2 separate regions of the Pan troglodytes genome follow, and region 2 is linked to region 1. The links are chromatin contacts, called in public HiChIP or PLAC-seq maps. All regions are on one chromosome and are shown on one strand. The core of a region is the stretch at or near the end of the contact, and the rest is flanking DNA. Distances in the headings are between cores, read along the strand shown. Region 1 holds the start of RAD23B (RAD23 homolog B, nucleotide excision repair protein). Region 2 holds the start of LOC104007972.

Evidence for each region. HiChIP or PLAC-seq counts read pairs in DNA pulled down with a chosen protein or histone mark.
Region 2: an H3K4me3 HiChIP or PLAC-seq map of stem cell-derived excitatory neurons shows a contact between it and region 1, with 4 times the contacts expected there. The contact joins the promoter of LOC104007972 here to the promoter of RAD23B in region 1. A contact is called at or near these places in 1 of 7 Hi-C or Micro-C datasets (stem cell-derived neural progenitor cells) and 1 of 1 datasets of contacts at active chromatin or transcription factors (stem cell-derived excitatory neurons).

Annotation. Positions count from the first base shown.
Region 1 is chr11:31,168,805-31,176,280 of NHGRI_mPanTro3-v2.0_pri, reverse strand. It overlaps RAD23B (RAD23 homolog B, nucleotide excision repair protein), which reads left to right and starts at 3,208. Exons shown (of 10, transcript NM_001244709.1): 1 at 3,208-3,435. The coding sequence starts at 3,433.
Region 2 is chr11:31,588,130-31,595,605 of NHGRI_mPanTro3-v2.0_pri, reverse strand. It overlaps LOC104007972, which reads right to left and starts at 3,316. Exons shown (of 1, transcript XM_054658935.2): 1 at 1-3,316. The coding sequence starts at 3,316. The coding sequence ends at 2,741. It overlaps ZNF462 (zinc finger protein 462), which reads left to right and starts at 2,954. Exons shown (of 13, transcript XM_016961387.4): 1 at 2,954-3,009.

The DNA.
Region 1 (7,476 bases), core at 1,959-4,458:
AGCTGGTCAAGGAAAGTTTCTTGAAAACATTAAACCCAAGCTCCTTGAAGCCACTGAAAACCAAGCAGTGACATTGTTATTAGTGAGGATGCTGTCCCAGAGAAGTAATTTGTAATTGGTCATACAGCTAGTGGCCTGACTAGAACTATGTTTTATACTTGAACTAAATCAAATGTGCCACAGGCACAGTATAAAACAGAGGAGAATAGCTGGGCGTGATGGCTCACATATAATCCCAGCACTTTGGGACTCCGAAGCAGGAGGATTACTTGAGCCCAGGAGTTCAAGACCAGCCCTGGCAACATAGGGAGAACATATCTGTACAAAAAAAATAAAATATCAGCTGGGAAGCAGTGGTGTGTGTCTGTGGTCCCAGCTACTCAAGAGGCTGAGGTGGAAGGATCTCTTGAGCTCAGGAGGTTGAGGCTGCAGTGAGCCGTGTTTGTGCTACAGCGCTCCAGCGTGGATGACAGAGTCAGACGCTTTAAAAAAATAAGAATAATCTTTAAAACAAAAAAGAGGGGAATAGTGGCACACCCTGGGACACAGACTCTGGAGTCATTCTGTCTGAGGTCACATTGTGGATTTGCCATTTACTACTGGCTGGGTTATTCCAGGTGCATTACTCAACATCTCTGTACTTCAGTTTTCTATCTGTAAACGGACTTTCTACTAATAGCTAACTGCTTACAGACTGTTTATCATGATTTTACATGCAATATTCAACTTCCCCCTCCAATAATCAATGAGTGACATTATTATTCTCATTCTACTGCTGAGGATCCAGAAGCACATTCACCCATTCCACAAATATTTACTGTGCACCTGCAATGTGCCAGGCATGTTCATGGGTGAACACAGCAAAATCTTTGCCTCTGTGCAGCTTCAGTCTGGGGTTCACAGGAAAAGGAGAAAGATGATAAACAAGAGATACGTACATTACAGGGTAATTATAAAGGGATACCCGCTATACAAGAAAACAGAGCAGGACAACAGAGATAGGAAGTTGGGATTTTAAGTAAGGCAGCCAGAACAGACCTCACCAAGAAGGCAATATCTGAGCAAGGATGTTAAGGGAGCCGGGGGCAACCTAGAATCCACCAGTGGGGAGAGTAAGGCGACTCGGAGAAAGGCGAGGGGCTAATGCATCCGTTCTAATAACTCTGACTTTAACTCGAGGCTAGATGGGGAAACACTGGACAGTTCTACCCCGAGGTGTGACAGAACTTGACCTTCATTTTAAATCGGTCCATCTGTTTAGGCTAGTGAGAAAAAACAATATTTGAACTCGGGCAGTCCAGCTCAGGAGTCTGTGCTGTCGGGATTAAAGAATCAGTCGACACCCCCAGGGCTGAGCCCCGCAGCAAGCGCCCCGCGGGTCCTGGCCCCCAGACTGTGGTTACCGCCATCCTTTCACTTAAACTCCGCCCCGATTACTCCCCCGCTCCAGGGCTCCGCATCCACTCTGCCGGGTCTCCACGTAGCGCTTCCCGGGCTACACATTGCGTAACTTCGGCAGCCGGGCGGAGTCTGGACAGAGGCGGAGCCGCGGCGGGCGGAGAGAACGCCCCAGCAATAGTCCCTAGGAGGAAGCCCCAAGAGCCCTCGCCGCCCACGGAACGCGCCTGCGTAATCCGGGTCCAGGCCGCCGGCATTCCAGAGCCGCCTTCCGCCCCGCCCCCAATTCCGGGGCGGAGTCCTCGGCCGCGCCGGCGCAAAGCGTCGCCGCACCCCACGCCTGCGCGCTTCGCCCGCCCGGCCCCATCCCCCCAGGTTTTTCGCGTGGGGGAGGGGGCACGTCTCGGCGAGTCACGATGATGGCGGCCACCATCCTGTGGTGAGCTAGCGGATTCCCTGCTTGTCTCGCCGACCCCCTCGCGCCTTCTGCAGACTCCGTGGCTGGCGCTCGGCGCGTGAGGAAGCACGGCGGCCCGAGTTCGCGGGGAAGGCCGCAGTCGCGGAGGCAGCGGCGCGGTCCGGGGCACGGGCTGGGGGAGAGGCCGCTCCGCTGGGCGAATGTGACAAGCCCCCACCCCCACCGCCTTCCTCCCCAGAGCGCGAGGAGCGCGGGCGACCCCGGGGCCCCGCCAGGCCACAGACCCCGCCCAGCGGCCAGCACCCGGCGCAGGCCCGGCAGCCGAGCTGCGCGGCGGCACCATGCAGGTCACCCTGAAGACCCTCCAGCAGCAGACCTTCAAGATAGACATTGACCCCGAGGAGACGGTATGCGCGCGGGCCGGGGGCAGGGGCAGCCGCGTGCGGGCCGCGGGGAGCGCCAGGAGCTCGTGGGGCCGGGCGGCGCGCTCCAGCGGGGGAAGCCCCGGAGGGCGCGATGAGGGCCCTGGGTCCTGGTGCCGGCCCTGGCGGCGTACAGCGGAGCCGATCCTCCTGTCTTGGCCGTGGGCTTTGTGGCAGGAGAATGGGGAAGCAGTGGCCGGACGCCGAAGGCCTGGTGGCAGATGGCGTGGAGCGCACGCCCGCGGGCCTGGGCCTAGGAGCTCGTGCTAGCGGGGCCGGAGGGGGATGGGAAGGTCCAGGCCGTCTCGGCCGTAGAGCCTGGCTTTCTGGTATGGGTGCACAGGTGGGGGAGGGAGACGTAGGCGTCGCCACTACCCCTGTGTGGACCTGGTTAGCCGCTTAGTTCCCAGAGTTGGTAACCCGAGAAGATGAGCCTTAAGAAAAAAAAAAGTATCAGGTTCCGTTTGCCGCCGAGAGGTGAGTGGTGGTGAAAATGAATTTGCCCCTTTCTCCTCAGAATTGTTAACCCTTTTATTTGCAAATGAATCGTTCTGCTGCCTTCCTCCCGCCACCAAACCCACACCCTTGCGTAGATTGCACTTTGAGGCCTCTTTGGTGATGGTTTTAGCTGTTAGAGCTCTTCACAGCCATCCAGGCTCAAACTAAACTTCAGATTTAACGGGTTTTCTGTGTTAGAAATCTTGGAATTGTAGGAGTTGGAACGCTGCAGCCACCCTCCCCCGATGCCCCAAACAGTAGCAGTTCAAGGGGGAAAAAAGAAAACAAAAAACAACAACTTTGAATCCTTTCTGCAGTTAAAGCCTTAAACATTTCAGAAGTCCACATTATACATTTTTCTGTATTTGTGACTGCATAAAGAGACACTGTTGAGGTCAGTACAACTTTATGCCAAGAATCTAAAAACGCTGTGAGTGTAAATTTACTGCTTATGTTCGGAAATACACCGCCAAGATTGTCATAATACTAAGTTTAAACCAGCAGCTTTCTGCCCAACTCTATTTTTAAAAGTAGTTGATTCTATTTTGGGTGGAGATCAGGGGCTTTGGTGTTAAGTAGACCTGAGTTCCATTTGTGGTTTTGTAACTTATTTGCTATGACCTTGGGCAAATTACGCTTAGTTTCATCCTCTGTATAATAGGGATAATACCTGCCTTGCAGAGATGTGAAGATTAAATGGTATGTATTTACTTGGTGGTCAGTAAATGGAATCGATTATTTAAACAATGGATTCCTTTGAGTGGAGATACAGTGTTACGTTTTACTTATTTAATGTTAAGTTTTGTACATCTTTAATTTTTTAAGAAACAGCCTTTTTGGGATTTTAATGCAAAATTATTTGATTTCAGAATATTTATACGTAGGTGTATGCTGTGTGATTAACTTCTTAAAAGTACAGGAGATCTCAGTTATACATGAGAAACTTTTCAGTGTCCTCAGAAGTAATTGACAACACCCTGTGGACTGACAGTACTAATAGAATCTAATTTCTCTTGAATATTTCTTTACTGCTTAATGTGCATTAATAAGTTGAAGGGTGAAAGTTAAAATGGAGTTTGTTTGATGATTTCAGACAAACTACGTAAAATGCCTATTTGACTTTGGTTCTTTGTGGTAACAAATGTTGGTGCCCCAGTAACTTAATCGGCTTATAATACTCAGTTAATTTCAGAATTATTGAAAGCTAAAGAAATATTGTGGCTTTTTGGTAAATACGTGTGAGTGTATTGAAGTTATGCAGTGACTCTTTCAACAGCTCCACTGAAGTATTTATGTTCTGTAAGATTTGTTTAGCGTTTTAGGCACTTTACGCATACTGTTAACTGAGAGTCAATGCTGTACCTGTGTTTGTGTGAATTCTTAACTATTTTTGCTGTTTTCCAGTTTATTTCCAAGGAAAAGTAATATGTTATACTTCTGGAAGTATATTTTTGAAAAGCCCATTGTTAGGGAGCGGTTTCTACGGCTTTCGCTGCTATTTATATAAATATAATTTTGTTGCTGTTAGTATAAAAAAACTAATACTGTTAGTCTGGGGCAAGAAATTAAAGCATTTCCTCTGGGATATATGGAACGTTTGCATTTAGTGACTTGTCAGTTTTTATTTTAATGACTTTGGAAATATTTTTCATGACAGCTGTTTCAATTCTATGTTTGTAGTGGGTTTTAATTAGTATGTGTTTTTGATACGACACCTTAGAATTCCAGCAAGAAAATAAACAATGAAAATTATGTTTTCTAGGGCAACGCTAAGTGTCCTGTTTCTAAGTTGTTGTGAGAACGAGGTAACCAAGGATATTAGAAATAGATCTAAAATAAGATAGGATCTTATTGAGACCTGTTTTTGGTCTGGTCACAGATTTGTCCTTGTTTAATTTTTACCTAGAAGGAACCAAGGAAATTAAGTAACTTACGTAGCCAGTATAGCAACTCTTGTGAGCTTGAGATGAGCATGAGCAAAAATGGAAGAAAGGACTGTGCGATAAGTGGAATCATGGGAATGATTCATTTGTTGAACAAGTAAATGTTTAGTGAGCTTTGCTGGCAGGACTGGAGGAGTACAGGGACCTGTAGAACGTGGTCTGGGGCTTCTGGGAGCCTTATTGACTTAGTCAAAGCTCATTGGCTATAGAGTAGGGGGATATACAAAATGGAAAAAGCAAGATAATTTGTTTTAAGGTGTTTTTATTTGCCCTAGTTTTAACAAAACTTTCTTAGACTTATTAGGCATTTTGTACCATTTACTTGACTATTACTGTGATACATTACATGACCACTGCCTTTAGTGTTAATCTTTGCAAAGATCTTTTTGTTTTTACAATTGTAATGCAAGCCTTCTTATAAAATATTCAAACAATATAGAAACAAAATGAGAAGGTGGTATGTGTGGGGTAGGGAGACCATTGCTAGGAGATTTTCTTCATTATGTGCTTTTTTTTTTTTTTACTGTAAAAATTGTGGGAGACTTTTAAGTAGCCTACATATTAAAGCATTTTGAGATGTGTGATAGAGCACTGCTTCTCTGAAATTCTTAAAAATTCTGAAGTTTAGGCTGGGCGTGGTGGCTCATGCCTGTAATCCCAGCACTTTGGGAGGCCGAGGTGGGCGGATCACAAGGTCAGGAGATCGAGACCATCCTGGCTAACACGGTGAAACCCCGTCTCTACTAAAAAAAAATACAAAAAATTAGACGGACGTGGTGGCACGCACCTGTAGTCCCAGCTACTTGGGAGGCTGAGGCAGGAGAATCGCTTGAACCCAGGAGGCAGAGGTTGCAGTGAGCTGAGATCACTCCATTGCACTCCAGCCTGGGCGACAAAGCGAGACTCTGTCTCAAAAAAAAAAAAAAAAAAATTCTGAAGTTTAATGGTGTGATGGACATTTAGAGGGAAATGGAATACAGTTTTTAAGCTTAGTTTTATAGTCAATTAGTGTTTTATATTACTGTTGCTTAAAGCCATTAAGAAAGGTAGATTTAGGAATAAACCTTTTGAGATAAAAAAAATACAGTGCAGTATTTTATTGCATCACTGAAATGGTGACAAGAAAAAGTATGTGATATACAAATTAATCCTGCAGTCTAACTCTTGACACTGTTTGCCTTGAACAACTAAAAACAAAACTCAGTAAATTTGAGATGAGACTTTAAATGCAAAAGCTGAAATGTGATTGGATTAGTATGTAAGTGACATTAAAATTCTACATATACATTGGATGTTTTTGCTAAGAGAATTGCAAAGACATCAGTTTTAATATCTATAAATAGCATATTAGTGTGCTATGAAGAATTACCTAATTTCGTGGTTTATCTCTATAATGTGATTGTTATAAAATACTGCTTTACTCAGCACCTTGGGAAGCCGAGGCGGGTGGATCACCTGAGGTCAGGAGTTCCAGACCAGCCTGACCAACATGTTGAAACCTGGTCTCTACTAAAAATAGAAAATTAGCTGGGCATGGTGGTGCATGCCTGTAATCCCAGCCACTTAGGAGGCTGAGGCAGGAGAGTCGCTTGAACCTGGGAGGAGGAGCTTGCAGTGAGCTGAGATCGCACCGTTGCACTCCAGCCTGGGTAACAAGAGCGAAACTCCATCTCAAAAAAAAAAAAAAAAAAAAAAAAAAACAACTGTGTGTGTATATTGCTTTAGTACTTGCTCTGTATTATACAGTATTTACTAGCCATCATTTATTAGTGAAGTATTCCTGTGGTGGTTTATTGTATTTTCAATATAGTCATGCTAGATACAATTTCATATTATAGAAGCTTCCTAGATTAAGGCAATGAGTAGTAAATGTATTAAAAATACTATATCACAGAGGTGAAATTAAGAGTTCTTGGCATATTGGTAGAACAAGATACAGGAAGAAACTGAGAAATCTGGTACATTTTTGCCAGACTTTTGCTGTTTTGATGCCGTGCACACAGTAGGCATTTAGTAAAGATCTTTGAATGAACTGAATATATTCTTTTGGTGAACTGGCAAAGCAGTGATCCCCCAACGTAGTGTGTTTGCATGTTGATTTATTTATTTAATAAATATTTGCTGTGTACTTACTAGATGTCAGGCCCTGCCGTGATGGTATGTGCATTCTAGTGGGATAAAACTGTCAATAAAATTTAAAAACCAGGTAATGGTAAGTGCTATGCAGAAAGTTGAAATAGGATAAAGTATTTGATAATACTTCACTGGGTGGCTACATTTTTGTTGTTGTTTTGTTTTGTTTCTGAGACGGAGTCTTACTCTGTAGCCCAAGCTGGAGTGCAGTGGCGCCATCTTGGCTCACTGCAGCCTTCGCCTCTGGGGCTCAAGCGATTCTCCTGCCTCAGCCTCCCAAGTAGCTGGGACTAGAGGTGTGCCCCACCACACCTGGTTAATTTTTTTGTATTTTTAGTAGAGACAGGGTTTCATCACGTTGCCCTGGGTGGTCTTGAACTCCTGAGCTCAGGAGATCTGGGTGGCTACTTTTAAATTTACTAGTCACTGAAGGCCTTTCTGAATAAGGTGACATTTAAGCTGAGAGCTGAGTAAAAATGAGCACTCGAGAATGAAGAGAATGTTTTCTATAGGGAACTGCTAGAGCAAAGACCTTTAAGAATGTGTTTTGGGTACTGAAAAAAAGCCTGCATTGCTAAGGTGATGGGTAAGAGATAAGGGTGAGTTGGGTAAGAGATAAGAGAGTGAGTTAGGCAAGTGAGTTAGGCTAGGGGTTTTCAGGGTA
Region 2 (7,476 bases), core at 2,067-4,566, 420 kb before region 1:
TGCTCCTTACCAGCTCTGCGTTCCTGAATAAATCACTTCCTTTCTCTAAGCTTCAGATAGAGAACAAATAGTAAGAACCTGGAAATGCTGGTCTTTCTGCTGGAAGTGATGCTTCAACAAATGGGCAATCTTTCACTTGAGTCTTGTCTTCAGAATTTGGTTAATCTAACCCTAGTTGATCTAAGGTTGTTATTTTGCACTTTTAAAAAGATTGGCTAGGCGAGGTGCCTCAGGCCTGTAATCCTAGCACTTTGGGAGGCTGACGTGGGCGGATCACTTGAGGTTGGGAGTTTGGGACTAGCCTGGCCAACATAGTGAAACCCCGTCTCTACTAAAAATACAAAAACTAGCTGGGTGTGGTGGTGCATGTCTGTAGTCCCAGCTACTTGGGAGGCTGAGGCAGGAGAATCCTTGAACCCGGGAGGTAGAGGTTACAGTCAGCCAAGATAGCACCACTGCACTCCAGCTGGGGCGACAGAGCAAGACTCCATCTAAAATAAAATAAAATAAAATAAAATATCTCTTTGAGGGAGAATTTCATGTTAAATTATGAGTTAAGCCAACACATTGGCTTTACAACGAACTCCAAAAATTTTATTTTGACAAAATATTACTCCTTAATAGCTTCATTGTGAGAACAGAAATATTCAAATTAATTATAGTTTCATCATAGGCCAAATCCTGGTATTGCTTTTGAGTAAAAAATCTGAAGTTTTATATCCAAGTAATGTTATATAGAAGCTAGTGGTTGATCATGCATCAAAAATTTGACTCATTTCAGTTATTCATCTTCGTATCCCTAGTACTCAGTTCTGAGATGGCATAATACAGATGCTAAACAAATACTCAATGATTGAATGAAATTACACATTACATATTACAATAACTAGTTTGATAGAACTGTAAATTTAACTACTACCTATGGAAGAAAGACTTTCTTTTGAATTTTAGAATATCACTATTGAAACATCTTTGGTATCCAAAGGCATATATACAAAGATTCATATGGAGTAAGTTTAATATAAGTTATTGCAGTGTCTCTTCCTTTGAAAGCTGTTCAGAATCATGAATCATCCACCTTTGTCTTCTGTTAGTCACTTTTCCCTAGGCATGGACACTAGTTACCTAGTTATATATGTTTAAATATGGGTTTATGACAACATATTGATTTTTCTGTAAGAAATTAGAAAGAAGGTGTGCTAGTGACTTCACTTTTTTGATATTTGGAAGGTCCATAATTATCCAATTTGAAGTTTTAAGAAAAACTTTTTGAAGACTGAGTAATTTCCAACGAGTAAAGATCACAAGAATTCAAAATAGATAACTCATTGAAAAATCACAAGCAAACTCAACTAGTAAAAAGACTACATTGCATTGCATAGAAAGGAAGTTTCACATAGGCAGGGAAATACCACAAAGAGATGTGTAAAATGTGGTTAAAAAGCCATATTGTATTCACCTACTCTTTCTTTTGCTAAAATCATCAACTTGAATAGTTTTCCAGCTGGAATTTAGAAAACGGGGCTATCAACTGGATTTTTTTTTTTTTTGGATAGCTTTCAGGAAGCAGGAAGACTTTTCTCTTTTTAAATGATAGAACATAAATACTGAAACAATGACATTAGAACATCTATCCATTCTTGTTTCGGTGGAAATTCTATCTAATTCAGCTTCTGGACCGACTGTTCGTTTTTCCATGATCTCTTCCTGCAGGTTTGCTAGAAGTCCCTTTCCCCCCATAAACACCTTCCTTTGGGAGATTTGGGTGCCTTCCTTTTTTAAGGTTTTAAAAACTAAAATGATTTATAGACTATCCGTATCCTGTTAAGAGTTGGGCAAGTGAATGGATCATATTTGCGTGGGTCACTCTGATTATAGGACTTCACTGTTTCTTGAACTAAAAGTACAAGATTTATTATTCTATTAATGCTCATAAAGTCACTCTTTTGATGAGCCATAACTTCTCTTTATGAGGAGTGTGTATGCCAGTCACCTATGATAAGGGAGAAGAAAGTCCAGACTTCTAACATATTCACTCACATTCCCTGCAACATTAACAGTCTTGAAACCCTATATGACTCCAGGGGATAATGCCACAGGATAAAGTAACAAAAGGTAAATTTCAAGGAGTCAGGATGTCCCCGTGAGACTTCCCTCACAACGTTGGCTGTGTAGGAAACCAAATTTTTTGTATTTTAATTAACAAATTTAAACATTAACCCTCCTAATGGAGAAAATAACCCACCAACTAGCCTGGTATTATCTTTGTGACTATTCTTAGGGAACGAAATAGCAGGAGGTGTGAACTTTCTCCTGTTTATCTTAATGGTCTGCTAATGGCAAAGCATAATTAGTTACTTAAATGCCACGTTTACTAAGGTTTTTACGAAAATCTTCAGCCACGGCGCTTTCCTTGACTGACCCAGCTTCTATTTATACAGTTTTATCATTTGAAAAATTGTCCCAAATAAAAACAAGAAAAAAAAAAGCCCATTCCCCTTATGTTTAACCTCTTTCAATTATTTTCATTGGAGAGTTAAAGCGTTTGTGACTTCTAAAAAGTCGAAAAGATTACGTGTATGGCATCATTAATTGAATTTGTATCGTCCCCACATTCAAGAAGCAAGAGAGTTTTGCGATAGTTCGCTTCACAGCTTCAGGAAGTCAATTTGCTTCTAAACCAGAAGACCGAGTGTGTCTTCTCAAGACCATCGTGTGGTGCCGTATTTGGGATGGAAACTTAACCATTGTACCTTTCCCCCATGCACCCACACCAGAAGCCTGAAAGCCACCATCTCCCCGTCGGTCTCTGGATCTCCTCGCTGCCTTTGTCCCTTCTAGACGTGGAGGCTTGGAGAGGAGGTTTGGTTTCCAAGGATTGGAGCGCTGTGAAGGGCGGGGCTACTCCAAGTCCATCTCCCCTTTTTGTCCTCTTCTCCCGGGACGGGAGGGTGGAGCCAGGTCCCCCCGCGGCCGGTTCGGGAGCTTTCTCTATCTCGGTCGCTCGAGGTGAGTGTGAAAGGGCGGCAGCCCGTTTAATTGCAGCGCAGGTTAATTTCTTGAGTTCACCGCAGTCGGTCCGCCAGCCGCTTCCCCGGTCTTTGCCAAGTGGGTTTACGAGGTCTGAGGCGTGTTGCGGCGCGCTCACGTTCTCGCAAAAGGCTCCTCCCCAGGGCTCAATTCCCCGACTGCGGGAAGCCCTTTGGTGCCCCAGGAGCCTTGGAAACCCAAGGTTTCCTCTGACCTCGTCGCTCCTTTCTCCCTCCCCACCGCCTGGTTCCCTACGTCCCTGCCCCCAGGGAAGGACGGCCCCCATCTTAGGACTTACGACCCAAGCCAACCCAGAGGGTACCTTCACGTCGATGAAGATTTTATCGCAGCCTCCAAAACCCAGCAGTAATAGGAGCTTTCAACCTGAAATACGATTGTTATTTTCCCGGTGCAGAGCTTGACAGAAAAAGTCAGCTTTTTATTAAAGACAAAGAGGTAAATTATCAGCCGGGACAGTGGAGGGACGGCGGAGACCTGGCGCGCTTCCTCCGGTTGCCACGAGGAATTTATGGGGTGGCGGCGGCCAGCGCTCAGACACCCCCCGGGTCCCGGTGGGGAGGAGCTCGGGGCAGGAGGACTTCCCTAGGTCCCTCCGGGCACTCGGAAGGGGGAGTCCTCCCAAAGCCGCACAAAGCCGGGATCATTTCAATCCCGAACAGCCTCAGCGTCCTCCTCCTCTCTCCTTTCTTCTTTCTCTTCTCGGTGACTCCCGTTCCCCTTTCGCCTCTGTCCTTTCTGCGCCTTGTTCTCGTCTCCTTACTTCTCTTCCCTCTCCTCGCCTTTCCTCTCCCTCCCCCTCCTTTCTTCTCCACCGCACGCGTAGAGTGTCATTTATTTATTTATTTATCACCCCCGCCATCAACACCCTTTTAGGGATCCCGAGCTTTTCAATGTGAGTGGGAGGAGAAAAGGGCAGGAAGTGTTGACTGGAAGTGGGTGAAATCGTGCCTCGGGGTGAGAGATTCTGCTCAGGAATATAGGGTCGGGAAAATCTTGGAAAATGAGGATTTAGATCTGTTTATGAAGCCCCGCTATCGGATGGGAACCAACTCCGCGCGCGTCTCCTCCTCTTCCTTTATTGTATGGATTTATAGGTATATATCTTCTCGGACTGTTGCTTGGGGGGAGGGAGGAGAAAGGGCGAGTATTTAAAGAGGACAGACTTGCCCAGGATCCTTAACACCGCGCCTTCACCGGATGCGCGCTCCTCAATGCAAAGGAATCCAGCAACATCCCCAATTCAGACGCGGACAAAAGAAACTTTAATTAAGGTCTCTGCCCCGCGCGCTGCGCGTTTCTCCTGAGGCTGTTGATGTCCAACTCCAAGATCCGAGAAATAGAAATGGTACAATCAGCCCATGCCCTTGAACTTCAATTGCTCCTCACTTGCTGCATTGATTTTTTTGATACTGTAGAACCCCCACCCCCAACCCCCACCGCTCCCAGTCCAATTAAAACCGTAGGAGACTTTCGACCTGGTGGTGGAGGGGGGGAACCACTCCTTTGCAAAAGAGATAGTTCAGAATGATATGGGAGAGATTACACTAAATAAAAATTCAAGGTGTGAAAGCTTCATCTTGGCTCGCGTGTCTTCAACACCATGACACCTTATCATTAAGAGCGCTGATTGTTACTTTCCGAGCCTTTAGATGATCAGCCAGAAAGTGCAAACAACGCGGGGCTGGAGGGTGTAAAGTTATTTAAGCAGGCTTTCTTTTTTTCTTTTGGTGCGCAGTCAAAACATTTCACAAGTTAGGAAAAGAAAGTGGTGGTTCCGAAGCTCGGAATGATGGGCTCTTTTCCTCCTCCACCCCCCACCTTCCATATCAGGAAAGAAATAAAACGCACAATGAGCCTTTATTTCAGGAGAGAAGACTTCAAAATACGTGCCAGTAATGGACAATTTGAGCTTTTCACTGGAAATACTCACACCGCAAGCTGGAAAGGGATTAAAAAGCCCCACGTGGTTGATCTCGGTTTAGACTTGCAACCTCCAGTTCCCCACGTATGTTCTTTGCAAAGGTTGGCCTCTAGATGGATGCAAGTAAGGGACCCTCTGGGGCTCGGGCTCGGCGCCTCGGGCAGGGCTGACGGTGGGAGCGCTATGAGCTGCCGGGCAGGGTCCTCACCGGGGGCTTCCTCTGCGGGCCAGGGCTGCCGGGCGCCACCGGGACGCGAGCGCGCACGTCTCGGCCCGGCGGCCGCGCTCCTCGCACCGCCTTCTCCGCAGGTCTTTATTCATCTCATCTCCCTCTTCCCCTTCTCCTTCTCCTTTGCCTCCTTCTCCTCCTCTTCCTCCCCCTCCTCCACCACCACCTCCTCCTCCTCTGCCGCCGCCACCTCCTCCTCTTGCATCTCACTGGCCTGGCTCTGAGTGACAAAGACAATGTCCCAGCCTTAACTTTGCAACCACCTTGCCTCCTTCTGGGGTTCAGCAGGGGGGAGGGGGAACAGCAGCAGCAGCCTCAGCATCTCCTCCAGCTTCTCCTTCTGCTCTTCTCGAGCTCTTGGATAATTCTTCCTCTTTTTTCCCCTAGCCTTTTTCCTCATTTCTTTCTTTCTTTCTTTTTTTTCTTCCTCTCTGCTGCACGTTGTTGTTGTTATTAGAAAGGCTTCGCGCACCCCCTGGTGCTCCGGCGTTTTGTGTGGCAGGAGAAGATTGTCTTCCTTCTCTCTTTCTGTCTTGCTTTCTCTCTCCCCCTGGTTGCTCATTATTCAGAGAGAGACACAGAGGGAGGGAGAGAGAGAGAGCGCGCGAGGGAGAGGGAGGAGAGGAGAGAGAAGAGGAGAGAGAGGGGAGAGAGAGAGTGAGAGGGAGAGGGAGGGAGGGAGAGAGAGAGAGAGGGAGAGAGACGGATATCTCAGGTCATCTGCAGCTGCAGCGAGTCTGAGGAGCCGAGGAAGGCAGGGAAGATGGCGATCCTCCATTGCTGAGACCCGGCAGAAGCACATGAGACTCCCAAACAACTTCCACAACAATAACCCGAGCAGGAAGAGGAGAAAGAGAAAGAGGATAAGGAGGCGGTGGGGCTGGAGAACCCGAAGCACCTCCCGGCGCCGGGACGCTTCTTCTGTAAGTTACTGCAATTAACAACCACCTCGGGGTGGTCCGAGTGCTCCGGGGAAGAGAGCGCGGGGTGGTGGAGGCACAAACGCGCTCATTCATTCGGCCAAGGAAGGTTGGAGGAGCGGGGAGGAGAGGAAGTCCCCTGCATGGACTGGCTGTTGGAAGAGGAGAAGAAGCGAGAGAGAAGAGGAGGAGGGGGAGGAGGGAGAGCAGGAGGGGGAGGAGGAAGAGGAGGAGGAGAAGCGAGGGAGGAAGAGGAGGAGGAGGAAGAGGAGGAGAAGGTGGTAGTGGTGGCAGTGGAGGTGGCTGTGCTTTTCCTGCTGGCTGCTCCTTCTGCTGGGGGGAGTGAGCGCGGTGGCTTAATTAATTTCGTGTAGTTCTATGAAGAGAAGAGAAAATGAAAGATGAGTGAGAAGAGAGCTGGAGGCTTAGGACGGATGCTCCGAGTGTGGGGACAGGAGTAGGGACAGAGGGGGGCGGAGGGCGGGAGGCCGGAGACCTGAGCCGAGAGCCAGAGGGAGCGAGCGAGGGTCAGAGGAGGGAGAGCTCCGTGCGAGCGGCCCCGACCTGAGCGGGTTGACCTCTTTCTTTCTCTGTCCCTCTCCTTCCTTTCCCCCTTCTGTCTGCCTGTCCCCCGCCCGATGGCAAAGCCGTGCGGATTGGCACCCCCCCTCTTCCTCAGGTATTTGGCTCTCTCTCTCTCTCTCTCTCTCTCTCTCTCCCCGAAGTTGGGATGCGGGGTCGGGATGTGTCGGGGGGTGGCTGCTGCAGCTGCTGGTGCCGGTGCTGCTGGTGAACAGAGAGGCGAGGAGCGGGGGGCACCGGCCGGGTGGGGGGCGCAGGTTCAGGAGCGGCTGAGGAGCTGTCTCCAGGCTGGAGGTTCAGAAGCGTCTGGTGGAGGAGGACAACGGTTTCTGGAGAGGAGAAGCCATTACACACGCTTGGCTTTCCTCTGAGGAAGGGAGAAAGGAAGGCAGGGGCCTGGGGGGGCGTCTCACTCCTGGTGCAGTTCCCAGGGGTCTGCCCTCCTTCCAGGCACGAGGGGAAGCCGCAGCCGCCCCCCATTGGAGCAGCCCCTCTTTCCCTTTCTTTATCTCCCTGTCCTCCATTTGCAAGCTGTCTGCTTTGGTTCCAGTCCAGACTCCAAAACACAAAGCTCCTTCTCACGTTCATTCTCCAGGCTGTTCACCATTCCTGAAGGAACCCTCGTTTTCTTTTCATTGTGGCTTCTAACCTACAGAGAGGGAGGGAGGGAGGCTGCCTGGAGTTCCTTTTATATTCCTCCCCAACCAAGAAAAAAAAAAAAGTTTCATTTTTAAGCACGCGTCTGGGATGGGGAAAGACCAACCAGTTGGGGC